3 separate regions of the Zea mays genome follow, and all the other regions are linked to region 1. The links are chromatin contacts, called in public Hi-C maps. All regions are on one chromosome and are shown on one strand. Each heading gives the region's core, a stretch centred on a gene start, on an enhancer-like site or on the middle of the called end of the contact. The rest is flanking DNA. Distances are from core to core; before and after follow the strand shown.

Region 1 (3,275 bases), core at 708-3,207:
AAACCTGAGTTGGTGTATGGCCTAAAAGTTCTCGCAGTGGTCTTGTCTCAGACAAGGGGTGTTCAGAAGGAAGTTCACAAACTATTTGATTCAATACCTAATGATCGGAGAAAACTAAATTAAGTTCAACATAAGCACCACACAAATTGTTACCATAATACATAGAGAGCTATCACAAGGTTGTAACGATACAGAAAGGCTATTGAACCAACAGTACAGATGGCACGCAAAGAATTATTACGTACCTCTGCTTGCTTTCCAGCATGCAGTCTGATACCAGAAGCATCATACATTACCTGCCAAGTCACAAAAAATAAATTCGTGAGACCTCAAAAATTGGAGGAAGTCAGCATAAACGTGTGCACAATATGCCCACACGCAACAGAATAACGTCCAACAAGGCTGAAAATTGCATCCAAGCGACAACAATATAAATGACCAGTTTTTTTTTCAATCAAGATTGAAGAAGTAAAACCTCTTGTGCTCTTCAGAAGGAACATGGGTTGGAATGGAGAACTGATAGCCTACCACGCTTGCAAATATAGTTGCTGTTGCAAAGAGGGAGCAGCTAAAGCCATCCTGGAATCCAATTGCTACTGCTAGTGCTGTAACCGTGGCGGAATGTGATGACGGCATGCCACCCGAGCCGATAAGCCGCTTGGGATCCCATCTGTTCTCCTTGTACCTTTGTTTAAAAAACAAGAAGAGATCAAACTTACTGCAGCACGGGAACTGTATAAACGCCTGTTCAGACTAGAATGAACCGCGATCTTCCATAAAGTTTATAGGGAGGGGTGTATCAATCCACATAAGAACCGTGGAAAAAAAAATATGAGAAAAGAAGCAAGAGACCTTGATGCATGATTATTGTTTTTTAGATCACAGGCCCAGACCAGCTTTATTAGAAAGCATAAATGAACCTCCGATCCTTAGCTGGGGTTACAAGAGGAACATCAAGAAAACTGCACTGTTATAAGACAAACCATTCTCATGTATAAACACAATGCGGACTCTGTGTTCATCTTCATTGGTTTCACAGAACAACCACTGTGGACAATTCTTAGTACATAGTCTGACCGGATCAAGGCCAACTCCATTTGCTTCGAGCTCAACTCACCAAAACCGTCGAGAAACGAAAGCAAACCTACCATATACGATGCTATTACATTCCCAGTCTATCATCGTTCATTCATTCCTCTAGATGTATTAGAACTAGGAGAAATTCTTAAGGTCGTTTCGGACGTCCAGAATAAGGAACAGTCGAAGCAATGCCATGAGGCAGCTTTGACCGCCGAAACCGCATGAGGATCCGATCCGATCCGACCACGGTCGCGCCCGATCTCCAGACCCAAACATACCGGACGGGGACGGACGAGGGGCGTACCGTGTGACGAAGAACTTGATGGACTGGGCGACGGCGAAGCCGAGCAGGGCGGCGACGAGGGGGTAGTTGCGGAAGACGGCGAAGTAGGAGAAGGACCCGGACGGCGGCGGCGGCGAGGAGGAGGCGTCAGCGCCAGCGTCCCCCATGGCCGAAAGTCCGTGGCTCGTGGACGGGCGGGCGGGCGGGCGGTCCGGCCGGCGCGGCGCTGCCCTGCCTAATCCTGCCCTTCCCTCCCTGCAGGACGTTAGCGGACCGGAGCGCGCGCCCTCCGGCTATATAAACCGCCTCCGCGATCCGCGCTCACTGGAAACTCCTTCCTTCGCTTTGCTTCGCTCCCGTGTCCCGTCTGTCCCCTCGCCTCACCTGCTTCGCACGGCTCGGGCTCGCACACGCACCGCGCCAATGGCGACGGCGACCCGCTGATGAATTCTACTCTATTCTAATCGCAGCCGCAGGACGCCCACGGATTTGTTTACCGCTCAACCAGGCGCCCAGGCCAGGTAGGCACTCCTCGGGTTTATTTGGGTGCGCCGGCGCGGCCTCTCGGTCTCGGGCGTGGGCGAGAGGAGCAGCTCGGCCGCTGATTGGAGCGGAAGGGGACGGAGGGAGGCATCAAAATGGAAGCCTGCGCTGCTGGCGAATATGCCGATCGGTCGACTTGCGCCCACGGAACAAGAGCTGCCGTGGACCGTGGTAGGCTTCAGCCATTGGTCCAAATTATTTAGGCCCTATTCGTTTATCCAGTAATGGCCCTGTAATTTTTCAGGTTGGTCAAAACTTAAATAAATTAGAAAAACAATGTAGCTCATAATTATTCCCCAACAATCGAACGGCCACCGTGCTAGTGTTCTGGCGGGTAGATCCAGGCCAGCTATAGTGGGTGCATGACTGCATGCTCCGGGCCGGGGCCATCAATCTTGTGCGAATATTTGCCGTCCCGTCACGCAGCGTTCATAGTACTTGCACAAGACGTCACGCACAGGCTAGACAGGGATTTGTAGTTGTTCAGACTTCAGCAGCTACCATCTATAGAATAAAGAGGACATATCTCATGTACATAGAAGCTTAGTGCACATAGTGCACATGATAAATCATCACCATCCATCATAAATCTAACTTATATGGTTGATCATTGCAATTTATAAATAACATCGTCCACCACTACCCACAATGTCGGAGCGTGTCTTTAACAAAATATATCAAACAACTAGAGATGCTAAATCTAAAATGAGTGATACTGATTTAATATATGTAACATGTGCACTAAACTTCAATATACACAAGATATGTTCTCTAGAATAAAATACTGGAGATTCCATGCTGAATACTTGTACTGAGCGTAGCTAGCACGCCCCCGCGTTTGACCAGGTCGCCCCAATCGGAATGGGGTTGGGTCAACAAGGAGAATGTCAGACGACCTGATCAAGCGCCCCCAACTCTTGCACCATAGGCGGAAGCGGTGGCCCAACAACAACAACCAAGGCAATCGAACCTTTTGCACAACTAACAACTATCTCTAACCTTTCATTTCGTGATGTAAAACCGGTTGTGCGGGGCGCGTGGATCGGTCATCTTCTTCAGGTCCAGGTCCATGCCGTCATCGTACTCCTGCTCGTCCTCTTGCGCCTCGGCCGCCTTCCTCCGCCTTTCCCTCGCCTCAGCCGCTTCCAACCGCAGCTTCTTGCGGACGTAGTCGTCGTACGACATCTCGCACCACTTCTTCGCGTCGCCGACCACCTGCTGGTTGTGGCGCTCCACGTCCCGCTCCAGCTTCGTCTTCTCCGTGTTCTTGGGCTCGCCCCAGTAGTCGTACCGGTACATTGGCTTCTCTGGGTCATAGTAATCCTTCCCGTACACCTCTGTCTCGTCCACGTCGTATCGCCCGGGCTCT
Region 2 (3,061 bases), core at 512-3,011, 260 kb before region 1:
GCAGGACAATCACTGACAGTTCGATAGGAAATAAGCAAACTCATCAGGACGAAAAGAAGACAAAAAACGATAAACGATGCTCTGAGAATTAGATCGCTTTTGCTTATGTTTTTCCCCCCCTCGGCACCATTGATGCTCGCAGCAGAGCTCGATCACATCGAGCAGCAACACACTAGACATCACTATTCGGCTTGTTGGATCCAGGCATCGCCCCAATTTAATGGCCGAAAGGCGAGGATGAACAACAAAGAACGCTGACGGCCTGACGCTGCTGCTACTCGGCGACAGACGGGCCGTTGACCCCTCGCCAAACCACCGGTGACCATTATTACTCGCATATATATACTCTCTCCGTTTCTTTTTATTAGTCGCTGGATAGTACAATTTTGCACTATCCAGCGACTAATAAAAAGAAACGGAGGGAGTATATAGTATGAAGGAGGAGGAGAAAGTCGGACGACGACATCGCATCGGTGGCGCTACACGTCCTGGAAGAAGCAAGACCCAGCCCCGACGCCGGTCGCCGGGGGCCGTGTCCACGTCGATCGCCCCAAAAGGCTGGGTCTGCGCGGCCACGTCGCCGCCGTGACGCCCGACGGGGGTGCGTGCGTGCGTGCGCGTCGTGGGCCGACGGCGCGCGGCCGCGGTTCGGCCACGTCCGCGGGGGGCGTGGATGGGTGTCCGATCGGCCTTCTTTCCAACTGGCAACCTTAATTGCCCGATTGGTCAACTTCAGATCAGATTGGCCTACACTAGTTCTCGGCATAGGTTATTTTAGATACCTGGTTTGGTGTCAGTAGAAACCTCCAAGGCAGGCAGTCTGACTGACGGCTATAGATTCTGAATGTCCCGGAACTCCCTTCGTCCTTCGTGGTTCAGGACAGAAAGGTTGCTCTTTTGACACTGCAAACTGTTCTGTCTCGTATACTAGGAAGGAAGGGAAACCACCCCAGTGCAGCCAGCAGGAGATCAGTGCCGAGTACTCCGTCTCCTAGCAGACAGACAGCAGTACCAGCTTGCGGGCAGGCAGTAGGCGTATCCAGTACATTTTCCTATCCTGCTCTGCTTCAGGTCCAACACACGACATGATCCAACAATCCTTAGATTCCGTCACATCCGGCCTGTGGTCTGGCCCTAGTCGGGGCCCTGTGATTATGACGGCCATCCCCCGCCGGGGGGAGGATCTCCTCCTAATCTCAGCTCACGACCAACCCCCAACCAAACGCAAAAGAAGATGTCAGAGTTCAGCAGCCCCTGCAATTCATCTCACCATGGTCAAGGTCAATCACTTGCCAAACTGACTTTTTTTCTTTCCAAAATGCAAACGAGACGAACAACATCATCACAATTCACAACACACTTTTGTGGCCTCTCCACGAATTGAAATCCCAGTAGATTACCCCTCCTAATGGCGGTTAGCCCTTGCTTGTGCATACCCGATCGCAATTATGCCAGAACACTGGGGGGCAGGTCGCCGTGCCCGTGCGTGTTGCTGGTGCCGGTGCCGATGCCGGTGCCCCCCACCCAAGTTATTGACAAAAGCGCGCGCGTGTGGGCGTGGCGTGCATGGCCCCGGCCGCTGCAGCTTTCCTCTCAGGTCTCAACTCTCAACTTCCTCCCCTCCTGTAGCAGTGACACTACGGGTGGATTTGGAGGGATTGCGACATGCGTGCAAGCCTCCACAGGTGAATTCCTTTCCACACCCTGTTCTCTTTATAAGCCCCCGCTCCCCGCGCGGCTAGCTCCATCCATGCAACACTCTCCCCCTCCTCTCCTCCTCGTCGTCTATGGTCTTCGCGTTCCCACCGCCAACAACACCAGCGCGCCTAGGTTGCTAGCTCACCATGGCCTTGGCATCCACCGCAAGGGCGGCAGCGGCAGTGGCGGCGACGGCGATTCATCAGCAATGCGGGGGAGCGACGGCCGCGCATACGCAGCAGCGGCGAGCCCGGTGCCGCGCGGCGGCTGCCAGCGTCGCCGCGGCGTGCGCGCCGGTGAAGGCAGTGGGGCCACGGCGCGGGGCGCGGAGCACCACGGGCACGGCGCCCGTGGTGGCGGGCATGTGGCGGCAGCTGCAGGGGTGCGACGACTGGCAGGGGCTGCTGGATCCGGCGGCGGCGGCGCACCCGGTGCTGCGCGCCGAGGTGGCGCGCTACGGCGAGCTGGTGCACGCGTGCTACAAGGCGTTCGACCTGGACCCGGCGTCGCGCCGGCACCTCAGCTGCAAGTACGGCCGCGGGCGGCTGCTGGAGGAGGTGGGCATGGCCGGCGCCGGGTACGAGATCACGCGCTACGTCTACGCGGCGTCCGACGTGGCGGTGCCCACCATGGAGCCGTCCACCAGCGGGCGCGGCCGCTGGATCGGCTACGTGGCCGTGTCCACGGACGAGATGACGCGGCGGCTAGGCAGGCGCGACGTCCTTGTCTCGTTCCGCGGCACCGTGACGCCCGCCGAGTGGGTGGCCAACCTCATGAGCTCGTTGGAGCCGGCGCGCCTGGACCCCTGCGACCCGCGCCCGGACGTCAAGGTGGAGTCGGGGTTCCTCAGCCTCTACACCTCGGTCGACACGACGTGCCGCTTCGGCGGCGCCGGGAGCTGCCGGGAGCAGCTCCTCCGCGAGGTGTCGCGCCTCGTCGGGTCGCGCGCCAAGGACAGGCCCGCAGCAGGCGAGGACGTCAGCGTCACCCTGGCGGGGCACAGCATGGGGAGCGCGCTGGCGCTGCTCTTCGCGTACGACCTCGCGGAGCTGGGCCTCAACCGCGGCGCGCCCGTCACCGTCTTCTCCTTCGGCGGCCCCAGGGTCGGGAACGCCGCCTTCAAGGCCCGCTGCGACGAGCTGGGCGTCAAGGCGCTGCGCGTGGCCAACGTCCACGACCCCATCACCAAGCTCCCGGGCATCTTCCTCAACGAGGCCACGGCCGGGGTGCAGGCGCTGCGCCCGTGGCGCGCCTCCTGCTACACCCACGTCGGCGTGGAGCTGCCCCTCGACTTCTTCAGGATGGGCGACCTGGCCAGCGTCCACGACCTCGGCACGTACGTCGCATTGCTCAAGAGCGGCGA
Region 3 (3,050 bases), core at 27-2,526, 280 kb before region 1:
TGTAATGTCTTAGAAATAATAAAATCTTATTTTTAATAAAAAATCGACCAAAACATAGCAGACTAGTATTAGTTTGGGTTTCAAATAAAGAAAAAGGAAAATAAGCTAGCTATGAAAATGGCTTAGAACATTTGTTTATTTTGCTTTAGTTGGTCGTTAGTCATCTTAACTATATTAGTTTTGTGGTAAATAGTGACACTTAGGATGCAGATGGAAATGCTAGTGAACTCGAACATAGGTTATTTCTAAGGTTTTTTTGTTTCTATGGACTAATTTTTAGTCCCTCCATTTTGTTCTATTTTAGCAATTCATAGACTAAAATAGAATAAAATGGAGGGACTAGAAATTAGTCTCTAAAACCTAACACCCACTAAGTAGGTTTTACAATAACCCACTTACAATCGCTTATTCATGTGTTTATCGACACTTTGACTTGTATCCCTAGTTACACTTAGAAAAATCATGGCTTGTTTGTGTTCCATTATATGTAAGGTAGCTTCCCAAATCTGGCTAGGGATCTAAACATGCCTAACTTATGCACAACTTTTATAATCTAAAGAAGTGTAGACTCCATAACCTGAGGAGATAAAAGAAACATAGCTTTCACATTTTTTGGACTTTAAGTGACTGTCATGCCCTTCACCCTACTGCAATGCACTGGCATAATGACCAAACATTAAAGGTATCACTGTAATTTTATGATAAATTGTAGTCTACCTCAAATTTTAGAATTAACGGAGCCCAAACAACCCTCCACTCTAGCATCTATGAATTCATCTTTTGGGCTAGTTTCTTTAAAATTTTCTAACCAGATTTTAGAATCTATCGTGTATCCAATCCTTACTTACATTATGTTTGACAGGGATAAAACATGACAAAAAAGAACATATATGGTGTATATGGTGCACATATTAAATCATATTTTGTAGATCTAATGTCTCTTGTTGCTCCTTATATTTTGCAAAACAACATAAAATGGTGGAGGTAGTATTGAAAGGTGTTTTTTGCAAAATATACAAAGCAACCAGAGACATTAGATCTATAATAAATGGTGATGAATTAACATGTGCACAATGTACATCAACTTCCATGTGCACCAAATATATTCCATTTCAAGGACCATCAGTGATAAAATAAATACTTTTAGAATATAGGGGTTTATCTGAAAAACGAAATCTTGCAGAAAAGACCTCCAGTCCTTCACTCTTTCGTTCCGTGGCATATTCCATAGGAATAATTTATAAAATTAAAATTATATGTACATTTTCAGGTCCCCTCTCCCTCTCCGCTCCCCATTGCCGCATTGCTCTCCCTCGGCTCGGTCCCTCTCCGGCTCTCCCTCACGGCCTCGCCCACTGCGCCTTCGAGGAGCTCCGAATCCCGATCGCCTCGGTCCCCGCGAGCTCACATGGTGGGGGCGCGCACCAGAGGCTAGGGTTCCCAGTTCCCATCATTCTCCTGGTTTGTCCCGGTTCGCTCCTGGTTTTTTCCCGCGATTTTTGCCGATTCTCTTCTGATTTTCCTGCCGTTTTGAGGCGCAGCTGATTAAAACCGTGGGGTTTTGGAGAGCCTGAGGCTGTGGCGGCGGCAGGAATGAACGGGGAGGTGGAATGCAGCGTGTGCCATGCGAAGGTGCCGGTGCCGCCGCCGGTGTCGAAAGCGTACGACAGCCACCGGAGCACTGTGTCGTCGCGGCAACGTGCGCTAAACGTGCTCCTCGTCTCCGGCGACTGCGTCCTTGCCGGCCTCCAGGTGAAGCATGCTTCCCATCTGCATTTGGTCGGTTTTGATCAGTGCGTTGTGTGTTGAATCGCCGAGTGTTGAATAGTATTGTTGAACTTCACCTGATGGGTACGATTACTGCATGAAGAAGGCGAATTGAGTAGCAAGGTGAAATTATAATGCCATGGATGTGTCTCAGTGTCTGTTGCCATGTGAATTTGGCTAGCTGGACTGTAGCACACTCTCAAAATGTTGTCAGGAGCTACGATTATTCTGGGAGTTGACAGAAGTAAACCCGACTTTTATAGAAAGCTAAGTGTTATCAACCTTTGCTGGGGATTTCTGAATTCTGATTACAAAAAGCACATAAATAGAAAACAGGAGACAGAGCTATCCAAGCTCAGAACCAACACAGCGCCACTGCCACAAGGCTAAAGATGAAGAAACTGAACCAACTGGAAGCAAAAACTACTAGCCTACAGGACTCCCTCCACCTCTAGTTCTTTAGTTTTTTTTCCAAAAAGCCTACAACCAATTCTTCATTCTTATAATCTTGTCATCCAAATATCAGGCACTCTGTTCTCTTAGAAGAATGCACCACTTCTGCAAGAACATAAAAATATATGGAATACTTCATTAGATTTTCTTGGAAAATTCTTCTCGATCCCCATCTTATTTCTAACCGTCCACATGCCCCATAGAACTATAGAAAACATGAAGAGCTTAGTATGGTAATCACTACTCCCCATAGGTATCCAATTGTCAAAAGCATCCTGCATACTGATAGGAACTCTATCCCAACCTAGAGCATCTTTGAAACAAAACCAAATTATTTTGGCAATATGACGGTTGAAGAATTCTGGGACTATGTTTTTACTAGCTGTGCATGCTGCATGCGGTTATGGTCAGTGACCCTTTTTTTTCTTTTCAGATTTGTGAGAATACACACGGAAATTTGGATGTGTCTCCTGCAATGCTGCTAGCACTAGTTCTAATTTCATTTGCTATTGCTAGGAGAAGATTTCATTATCGTGATCAATACATGATATCAATCATTAAATAGTGAATTCATTCTACCCCCCATTTTTCTAAGTACCATATGTCTGAGTATTGGGATGGAGTATATGGTTCCGCCCTAGTATTTTAAACAAAATCGTATATGGCATAATAAGCATATTCTTTCATTTTCTGTTTGCTATGTTGTACTTTTTTTTAAGAATTACTTGACACTGTTCTACCTCATTTTTTTGTAGCCTATATTAGTGTACATCTCAAAAGTGGATGGGAAATTCAAATTTAGCCCAATCAGCGTGAATTTCTTGACAGAG

Evidence for each region. A called contact is a pair of places that touch in the nucleus more often than the background predicts.
Region 2: a contact with region 1 is called in a Hi-C map of bundle sheath, with 3 times the contacts expected there. The contact joins the promoter of LOC103636400 here to the promoter of LOC100273328 in region 1. A contact is called at or near these places in 6 of 25 Hi-C or Micro-C datasets (bundle sheath, ear, leaf and 1 more).
Region 3: a contact with region 1 is called in a Hi-C map of ear, with 1.7 times the contacts expected there. The contact joins the promoter of LOC100285918 here to the promoter of LOC100273328 in region 1. A contact is called at or near these places in 3 of 25 Hi-C or Micro-C datasets (ear and leaf).

What each region holds. Positions count from the first base shown.
Region 1 is chr8:170,027,117-170,030,391 of Zm-B73-REFERENCE-NAM-5.0, reverse strand. It overlaps LOC100273328 (acid phosphatase/vanadium-dependent haloperoxidase protein), which reads right to left and starts at 1,957. Exons shown (of 5, transcript NM_001147769.1): 1 at 1,385-1,957; 2 at 529-685; 3 at 246-296; 4 at 5-97. The coding sequence starts at 1,530. LOC100382312 (Protein PLASTID TRANSCRIPTIONALLY ACTIVE 10) reads right to left here. Exons shown (of 12, transcript NM_001398735.1): 12 at 2,630-3,275. The coding sequence ends at 2,909.
Region 2 is chr8:170,286,963-170,290,023 of Zm-B73-REFERENCE-NAM-5.0, reverse strand. It overlaps LOC103636400 (phospholipase A1 EG1, chloroplastic/mitochondrial), which reads left to right and starts at 1,761. Exons shown (of 1, transcript XM_008658755.4): 1 at 1,761-3,061. The coding sequence starts at 1,845.
Region 3 is chr8:170,311,349-170,314,398 of Zm-B73-REFERENCE-NAM-5.0, reverse strand. It overlaps LOC100285918, which reads left to right and starts at 1,276. Exons shown (of 16, transcript NM_001413825.1): 1 at 1,276-1,461; 2 at 1,542-1,752; 3 at 2,976-3,050. The coding sequence starts at 1,594.